Regions from separate parts of the Mus musculus genome. Here region 2 is linked to region 1. A link is a contact called in public Hi-C data. All regions are on one chromosome and are shown on one strand. Each heading gives the region's core, a stretch centred on a gene start, on an enhancer-like site or on the middle of the called end of the contact. The rest is flanking DNA. Distances are from core to core; before and after follow the strand shown.

Region 1 (4,480 bases), core at 801-3,300:
CTATTTAAGCTCAAGCATGGACTCACGCTGACCCTAACACAGCAGGACAGAAAGGTGAAGCCTGCGCCCAGTTTCATGCAAGCATTTATAGAGGTAAGCAAAGAAGCAAGGGGGTTCTAGCCTGGCACATATCTGACTGGGAGGCTATTATGGAATTTTTTTGCCCTTTAAAATGCCAGGGGCAGTTTACTGGGGAGTAACCTGGAAACTGATACTAGATGACGGCTTGTTGGTTAACTCGAGTTCAGCCTTAGGTCAGGTTCTCAAAGATGGAGTCTGAACCCAGGATCTGGTCTCTCAATAGGAATGGTCAGAAGAAAATATTCATATAGGTACAACTGTGTGTAATCATAGTTCTATAAAGAGAGAAAATAGTGTAGGAGCAATAACTAAGGAGATTATAGGGGCTGGAGAGATGGTTTTGTGAGACCCCGACTTAGAGCGTTTCTCCCTGGAAGGTAAAGCCCCTGGATGTTCTCCAAACTTGTTTTCCCTGATCTTTAAAAGTACAGCTAGAAAAAAAGCTCTTTGTTCTCTATAGCCAGCAAAAAGTCTTTTTGTTTCTATACTGTACAACCAGAGATGCCTGCCTTCCTGTGCCGAGGACACGGAGATAAAAATTCAGAAAGAACTCACTCCCCACTCCTGCCTTGTAAATTTCACCAAGGACACCCGGAAGAGAAGAACTCTTCCCAACTTCTCCCAACTCCTCAGCTAGCTGTTAAAAGCCCCCTACTGTCACCGCTCGGGGGTCGAACTCCCTTGCTCTGCAAGGCGCGAGGGGTTCCTCCTCAGCTAGCTGATAATAAAACCTCTTACAGCTTGCATCAGGTGTGGTTTTCTCTCAAGATGTTGGGGTGTTGGCCAGCTCATCCTGGGACTTGAGCGGAAGCCCAGCATGGGGGGGGGGGGTCTTACAGTTTCATCAGTAAAGTGCCTGGCAGGAGCTTGGATTCACAACACCATGCAAAGAGCCAGGTATGAGAGTGAACCGGAAATTATGAGCTATGGGATGCCTTGAGACCTTCTCTCAAAAAATAAGGTGGGGGTGTCAAGAGGCACGTGATAGTGCTTTCTGGCCTACACACACACACACACACACACACACACACACACACACACATACACACACACATACACACACACACACACACACACACACACACACACATACACACACACACACATATATACACACACACACTAGCATCCAAAGACAAGGGCTGAGGGTTTTTGTTGTTGTTATTGCTTTTGGGTTGTTTTTTCTTTTTTTTTTTTTCAAAACTGTTGAAGAGAGTACCTCAAGACAGGAGCTTCATTAAACTTCAGGGTGGAGCACTTGCTCAGAACGGCAGTTAGAGGACTTTTTAGTGGAAACCTCCAAAACCAGAAGATAGAGCAATGAGAATTCTAAACCAGCCTGACGAGCTAGAGTGCCACACAAGGCAAAAATACCCTTCAAAACTTAAATCAAAGTGACAGCATTTCAGGGGCAAGCTGGGGTGACACACACTTTTAATCCCAGCACTCAGGAGGCAGACGTGGGAGGAGCTCTGTGAGTTTGAGGCCAACCTAGTCTACAGAGCAAGTTCTAAGACAGCTGGGGCTACACAGAGAAATCGTTTCTCAAAACAAACAACAAAACAGGAAATAGATACAAGTTGAAAAGTTTCATTGTCAGCAGTCTTTCAGCTATACTTCCTTGCCAGGCATGGTAGTGAAGGCACACCTTTAATCTCAGCACTTGGAAGGGAAGCAGATCTGTGATCTCTGTGAGTTCAAGGCCAGCTTGGTTTGTGTAGTGAGTTCCAGGACAGCCAGAGCTGCAGAGACCCTGTCTGAAACAACACAACAGTCCCTCAATCTGGAAAATGGTCCTAGCTGGGTGCTTGGGACTATGCAGTAGAATGCAGGAAACTGGACAGTATGTTTAATTTGTCTGGAACAACAACATTATACATGTAGTGTGGGGGTTGGAACATCTGTAAAAGGAAAATATATGGCCATGCCACCACAAAGTTCAGATGTGGAAGTGGAGTTAAAGCCTTGTAAGCTCACTGAATGTTCCAGGGAGAGGCTAAAAGGACTGAGACCCGCAGCTGTGGGACAGTATCACATGGCCTAACAGTCATGAGTCAGATTCCCAGAAATATAAGAGAAAGAAGAAAAGAGCTGCAAGAAGCACTTGAAGAGATAATGGCTGGGAATTGCCTCCAAATGAATAAAAGACAAGAAAGAAGAAATCATCGATCCAAGGAGCTCAGATGACAGCAAAGAAAAATACTGAAAGGAAGGAAGGGAAGGGGAGAGGAGAAGGGGGGAAGAGTGAGAGAGAGAGAGAGAGAGAGAGAGAGAGAGAGAGAGAAGGCTAGAGAGAAAAAGAGTAGGAGAGAGGAGAGGAGAAGAGAGGAGGGGAGAAGGGGAGGGGAAGGGGTAGGGAGAGAGGGAAGGAGAGAGGAGAGAGAGTAGGGTTGGGGAAATGGTCACTGAGTGCTTGCAGTCTGGATGTAAGAATCTGAGTTTTAATCTCCAGCCCCCACATTAAGAAGCGTGTTCTCTCCTTCTGTCCTGAGGGTCTTCAGGCTTGGCAGCAGTGGCTTTACACACTGGATCATCTCACTGGCCCTCACAAACTTATTTTCAAGATAGACTTAATGTGTAGCCCTGGCTAGCCTAGAACTCACTTTGTAGACCAAGCTGGCCTCAAAGTCATAGAGACCCCCCCTGCTTCTGACTGTGTCTGAACTAACATAGTTTTTAAATTCTCTGGATGTGTGTATGTATGCTTCTGTATGTTGGGATGTGGATACACATTTATGCTACATGTAAGGGACAACCTTGGATATTAGTGTAAAGCTAGTATTGTGTGTGGGTGGGCTGTGACAGGAGGGTCAGTGGGCCTTTCCGGCTGCTGGTCTAGCTCTAGTTTCAGTGAAAGGCCCCGTCTGAAGGGAGTCAGGTGGACAGGATAAAGCAGGACACCCAGCACTCTCCTTGGGTGTGTAATAGCACACATGTACACACAAAAAATAAAAACACACAAAAACTGTCATATTCAAACTGCTCACAATTAAAGATGAAAAGAAAACCTTGAATCATAGAGGCAACCAGAGATAAAAGCCATTTTACACATAGAGGTACAAAGATGAGGACCACAGACTTCTCAGCAGAAATGACACAAGACAGAGCCCCGAGTGTCATCTCTTTCAAAGTATTAGGGGGTATTAGGGGGAATACCTGTCAACTCAGAGTGATCTACCTAGTGAGAATATCATCCAAACATTCAGGAGACCTAATGATGTTTCTATTCAGAAAACTTATTACCCATACATTTCACACTAAAGACACAGTATAAGTGCTTAGGGAGAAGAAATTACAGGCAACCTATATCTACAGTAAGAGATAAGAATGGAAATAGTGTCAATTAGAGTAAAGAGAAAATGCAATGTACTGTAGGTTTACACTGCTTGTATATTTGACAAAATAATACAGAGAACGAGAAGTCTGCTGCAGTGTGAACTTTGTACTGTACACGAAGCAATATAATTGTTACTGTTCTCAAGATGCCCGAGAGAATAAGGTAATGAGTGGGTGGGACTATTTATTTTGGCTCATACTTTCAGAGAGTTTACTCTATGGTCACGGTCACAGGACGGCATAGGGGCAGGAGTGTGTTCGGTCAATGATGGGGTCTGCTTACCTCAAGACAACAAGAAGCAGAATAAGGCATAGAGGAGGCAGGGATAAGGCACTCCCTACAGACTCATATTCTCTAGTGATCTAACAAATTCCCCCAGTGATATCCTACCTCCTAAAGTTTCTAGAACCTCCCCAATATCTCTACCTCATGGACACCAAGCCCCTAACACATGATCATCTTGGAGAGATGTCACATCAAGGCTTAAACAATCCCAGCACTTGGGAGGCAGAGGCAGGCGGATTTCTGAATTCGAGGCCAGCGTGGCCTACAAAGTGAGTTCCAGGACAGCCAGAGCTATACAGAGAAACCCTGTCTCGAAAAACAAACAAACAAACAAACAAACAAACAAAAACAAAACAAAACAAAAAAAAAGAAAATAGATAGCTAGCAATCAAACATATACAATGTAAGATACGGCAGACAAGGCTGGAGAGATGGCTTAGTGGTCAAGAGCACTGACTGCTCTTCCAGAGGTCCTGAGTTCAATTCCCAGCACCCACATGGTAGCTCACAACCATCTATAAAGGGATTTGATGCTCACTTCTGGTGTGCAGGTGTACATGCAGCAGAGCACTCAACACATACAATAAATAAGCTGGCAAACAAACAAAATGATAGGACAAACATCAAATGTTTTTCTAAAAACCCATAAGGTACTAGGGAGGTGGCTCTGTGGGTAAAAGCGCTTGCCTAGCAAATATGAGGGTCTAGGATCAAATCCTGAGGACCCGTGTAAAAGCTGAATACATAGTGTGAGCACCTGCAATCCAGCATCCAAGG
Region 2 (4,480 bases), core at 1,261-3,760, 140 kb before region 1:
TAGGCCCCTGCTTACCACCTGAAGAGCTCCAGGCAAACCATTGGAGTCAGTTCTAGGGAATGGTGGTGATGGTTAGGTTTGGTTTTCAAGACAAGGTTTTTCTGCATAGCTCTAGCTGTCCTGGAACTCAGAGAGATCCGCCTGCCTCTGCCTCCCAACTGCTGGGATTAAAGGCAAGTGCCACCACTGCCCAGCTCTAAGGAGGTTTTAAGCACCAACAACCACGAACAAACAGACCTGTGAACTATTATGTGCGCTGAGTATGCCACCATTCTCCGTGGGCATAACTTATCATGACTGCCCTTTTGCTTTCTCAGGAGGAAGAAGCCAAGAAGCTAGTGAGTGAGGCTATTGCAGCTGGCATCTTTAATGACTTGGGGTCTGGAAGCAACATTGATCTGTGTGTTATCAGCAAGAGCAAGCTGGACTTTCTTCGTCCATTCTCAGTGCCCAACAAGAAAGGGACCAGGTAAGTGAACGGGATATCATTTTTTTCTGTCCCATCACCTTTGGCATCCCTATGCCATCTGGATTGGGCTCTCTGGATGTTTCCCTGCACTGAGAAAAGCCAAATGTTCCAAAGCAGCTTATACAACAGTCCTTTGAGTCGGGCTACTCAAAGATCCCAGCGTTGGTCAGGCATGGAGAAGTGTCTTAATCTGTCATGTGTTGGCAGGAAAGGTGGAATGGGTCTAAGAGAAGGCTTCAGAGTCAGTTGGGACATTGAAGTGTGTGTCCCCTGTCCCACCCCCCTGTGGTTTCTTCAGCATCTTAAGCCCTGTATGGAATCTTGTGAAGTGTTTATGTTTCATGGTAGCCAGCCCACAGCCTTTCTTCAGGCTGGCCCAAAACATCCTAAAAGTCCTAATCCTGTGGCTATAAGCCTCTGAATTGTGGCCATGGTTTGTACCAGTGTTGTTTATGCTACAGTCATGCCACTGAAACTGTGGCCTACATCCCTGGGTGCCTCACTTCAGTGGTGCAAGCCAAGATCTGAGCTGTTATGGGATGTTCTAGGTCCAAAAGACATGGTGTTTGCATGTACCTGTAGTTCACGAATTGACAGTTATAGCTACTTGAGCGCTCTGATTAGTAGCATGTGACCTCTGGAAGGCTTGCTTCTATACCCACTGAGGATCCCTAGCTCTAGATTCACAAGAAAAGGTGGGTCTTCAGTATTAACAGTGCCTCGTTGTAGGCTGTTCTCAGCATTGTGGAAGCTTAGTGTCAGACAGCTCTGGGGTGGGTGACAGGGATGGCCACTGGCTGGCATGGTGGCTCTGGGTATCAGTCCTGTATTTGAAATGACAGAGCTAGGGTAGTGTGATGCCAGTTCCTTGGGCATTGAGTGAAAAGGGAAGCTGCCTTTAAGATCTAGGGCTGGTTTGGGAAAGCAGCTTCCACTGAAGGATGCTGATCTGATCCTTTGGGAAGAGAACTAGGGAGTGCTTCTGTTCCATGTGGGCTGAATGATAGTCGCCCAGACAGAGAATTCTAAAAGCCACCCTTGAAAAGTAGGTGTGATTGCAAAAGGAACCTTTGTGCTAAAGGTAGCACTGTGGAGCCAGGGATCTGGTTTTTGTGGAAGAACACTTGCCTAGAATGTGGGAGGCTCTGGGTTCTATTCCTAGCCTTTAGGGTGGGGATGGACCCAACAAGGTGACAAGGAAGGGGAGGTGTGCAATAATCTGCCTTGGGGCGGTACCAGTATCCACACACTCTAGAACCCCACTGTCCTTTAGACTAGTTAGTGATTGTGAGAATGCTGCCTGGATGAGGGAACCCTCTCCAGAAGAAACAACAGGTGAGGGCTAAGGCTTGGCAGTTGTTCCATGCCTGTCACCATCATGGAATCATGGATGGACCTGGCTGCTACCCTGCATGCTGCTAAGACCAACAGCCTTATCCAAAAGGTACAAGGGCTCTTGTGTCCACTCCCCCTAAAGACAGGGTAAAGCTCAAATGAATTATCTTGTTGGGCCATTGTCTCAAGGCAACATTTAACTGCCAGTATAGCCCTGCAAGGTGCAGTCCAAGAGATGTTTTTAAACCTTAGGACAGATAGATGTATTTTGAAAAAGTATGCCTTCCACCTGAGCTGTCATGTACCTCCCATCTGCTCCCTGTTGAAGCTCAAGTGCTGTTTAAAGGGATACATTTTCTAGGAGCATGTGATAATGGCACAGCTTCCACTGATCGGACACAACCTTGATGGAACTGTGACTCCAGACAGACAGACACATGACAAAGGAACAGTTTTCTGGTACCATATTTTGGCAGACTCAGGACTGGAGAGTTTGAGTACGTGTGGATAAGGATGAGAGCCTTGTGCTCAGAGCAAGCCCCAAGGAGGCAGGTCAGGTGAGCATGTCCTAGTGGCAATCAGTCCACTGTGCCCTGCAGGGACAGTTGGCCTAGAGTGAGGCACTTGGAGCTTGGCTGTGGACTATGTTGTATTGCTGGTGCTTCTAGAGATGAGGGGCAGAAGGCGAATTACATCACTCATATTTAATGCCCAGGATGTGAGTTTTACGGAAGTGGAAGCCTCAAGTCACATGACCAAGTAGCTTCTAGCTCTACTGAGAATGGTGGGATGTGGAAGGAAAATTGAAAAACAGTGCTTTTTCTATTATCTCTTAAGTATTGTCTCATGCACATGCGAGTGCATGCATGCACACACACACACATGCACGCACGCACGCACACACCCCTTTCAAGTGTACCATTTGGAAGTAAAGGGAGGTTGACTCCTTGAAGCCCCAGAGGTGGAGTTCTCAGAGTCTAGTCAAGCCTGTTGCTGTCTGGCCAAAATGTCTCTGTCCTGACCTCCGTTGGGCACTTGAGCAGAAGTCTAATTGCTTTTATTTTTCTCATTAGGCTTGGCCGGTACAGATGTGAGAAAGGCACTACCGCTGTCCTCACCGAGAAAGTTACCCCTCTGGAGATTGAGGTGCTAGAAGAGACTGTTCAGACAATGGATACTTCGTGAATGGTGCTGTGGGTGGTTGGATAACTCTAGATGACTCGGGGTGCATACCACCCCTACCCCAACCCCATTCTACCCCAACCAGAAAACATGCCTTTGGCAATTGCTCAATTAAAATAAATAAATAAAAAGACAAAAAACTTAGTGAGTGGTTGTAATGTTGGAACTGTGCGTTTGGGCTCCTACTGACCCGACTTTCCTTTCTATGTTCCAGATCTTTCTGGCGTGTTAGTGGTGTGGTCCTCTGAAACTGATTAGTTCTTTGTGGCAAAAACAAAAAACAAAAACAAAAAAACAGATTGGGTTTTTGGTTCTAAAGAATATGACCTAGGCCTATATTTGTTTACTTTATCTTCACTTGGGGGTAACCCCAGGCACCTGTCCTAACAGAGTGAATCAGTGCAAAGCAGTGGCAAGGAAGTCTCAGGCTGAGTGGATGGCTTCCCTACATAAACAAGACCCTAGTTCCCCCTCCCCAGGACAGATATCTTCAGTTTGAATTCTCAGCCTAAACATGCTCAGGTCTAGAGAAAGATAGATGGAAACTGGGTATTTGTGTGGCTGTATGAGACTGGTGAGCTGCACTCTAGCCATTCTCGTGACAACTAAAGGAAAACTTGATGTTTGCTGTTTTGCAGTAATTAGACATAGCATTGCTTTGCTTCTCTGGATAGTGATTGTCCAGTGGAGACTGTACATCCCAAGGGCCATTTTATTGGGCAGATAGTTCTCTTGGTGTGGACAATGGGTAGAGTGCTGAAATGAAGTTCTTTGGTTTGCAGAGGCTGCTTGTACCAAGGGCAGATAGAACAGAGCCTCTAAGAACAGAAACAGTTCTTACAAAGACCCAGGAAAACTTTCAGGAGTTAGTGCTGGGCAGGAGACAGCGACTCTGATCCTTTCTCAGAGTCAGTATTCTGGGCAGGACACTGGAGGACAGATTCCCTTGTGCAAACTGCTTGAAAGGGTACAGTGGATTTATTGAGGGCAGCAGCTTGGCTGATGAGTGTCAGAATTATTTGGGGAACTTAAGAATATTCTGGTGTTACTTGGACGGTTTGGGCCTGACAGGTTGCTTCTAAAGGCACCTCAAGAAGTTATGCTGCTGCTGTGTGCTGGGTGTGGACTGCAGTCCAAGATAAAACACGGACACGCAGTCAGGGCCACCCCTGAGCTGCTCAGCCGTCTCTCTTCCCAATTTGTCTAAAATATGGAGCACTTGATCCGGGCAGAGGCTGTATCTGGAGTACAGGCCCTGCTCAAGAGGGTGGTGGCTAGCCAGAGAGCTTATTTGTGCAGAGCCCTGGTAAACATCACCTGACAAGACAGGAGCACTGGCCTGTCACCAAGTGGGTGCTCCTTGAATACTGCATAGACCAGCGGTTCTCAACCTTCCCAATGCTGGGACCCTTCAATACAGTTCCTTATGTTGTGGTGACTCCCAGCTATAAAATTATTTTCTTTGCTACCTCATAACTGTAATTTTGCTACGGT

Evidence for each region. Hi-C and Micro-C count contacts between places; a contact is called where the count stands out from the background.
Region 2: a contact with region 1 is called in a Hi-C map of bone marrow-derived macrophages, with 46 read pairs. The contact joins two enhancer-like sites. A contact is called at or near these places in 1 of 15 datasets of contacts at CTCF or cohesin (CD8 T cells), 22 of 484 Hi-C or Micro-C datasets (the AML12 cell line, CD8 T cells, the G1E-ER4 cell line and 13 more), 11 of 115 datasets of contacts at active chromatin or transcription factors (the HPC-7 cell line, a beta-TC-6 cell line, embryonic basal ganglia and 4 more) and 4 of 9 other capture datasets (adipose tissue, liver, macrophages and 1 more).

The regions. Positions count from the first base shown.
Region 1 is chr2:38,448,376-38,452,855 of GRCm38.p6, reverse strand. No RefSeq gene overlaps it. Among named protein-coding and RNA genes, the nearest start is that of Gm25081, 30 kb to the left of the region's middle. Within about 2 kb of position 2,050, at least 16 of the 459 cell types and tissues checked have an H3K27ac peak or open chromatin away from gene starts, as enhancers often do. A contact at or near this core is called in bone marrow-derived macrophages, where this site is marked.
Region 2 is chr2:38,586,686-38,591,165 of GRCm38.p6, reverse strand. Nek6 (NIMA (never in mitosis gene a)-related expressed kinase 6) reads right to left here. Exons shown (of 10, transcript NM_021606.3): 10 at 3,676-4,480. Psmb7 (proteasome (prosome, macropain) subunit, beta type 7) reads left to right here. Exons shown (of 8, transcript NM_011187.1): 7 at 318-469; 8 at 2,878-3,120. The coding sequence ends at 2,989. Among named protein-coding and RNA genes, the nearest start is that of Psmb7, 55 kb to the left of the region's middle. Within about 2 kb of position 2,510, at least 4 of the 459 cell types and tissues checked have an H3K27ac peak or open chromatin away from gene starts, as enhancers often do. A contact at or near this core is called in bone marrow-derived macrophages, where this site is marked.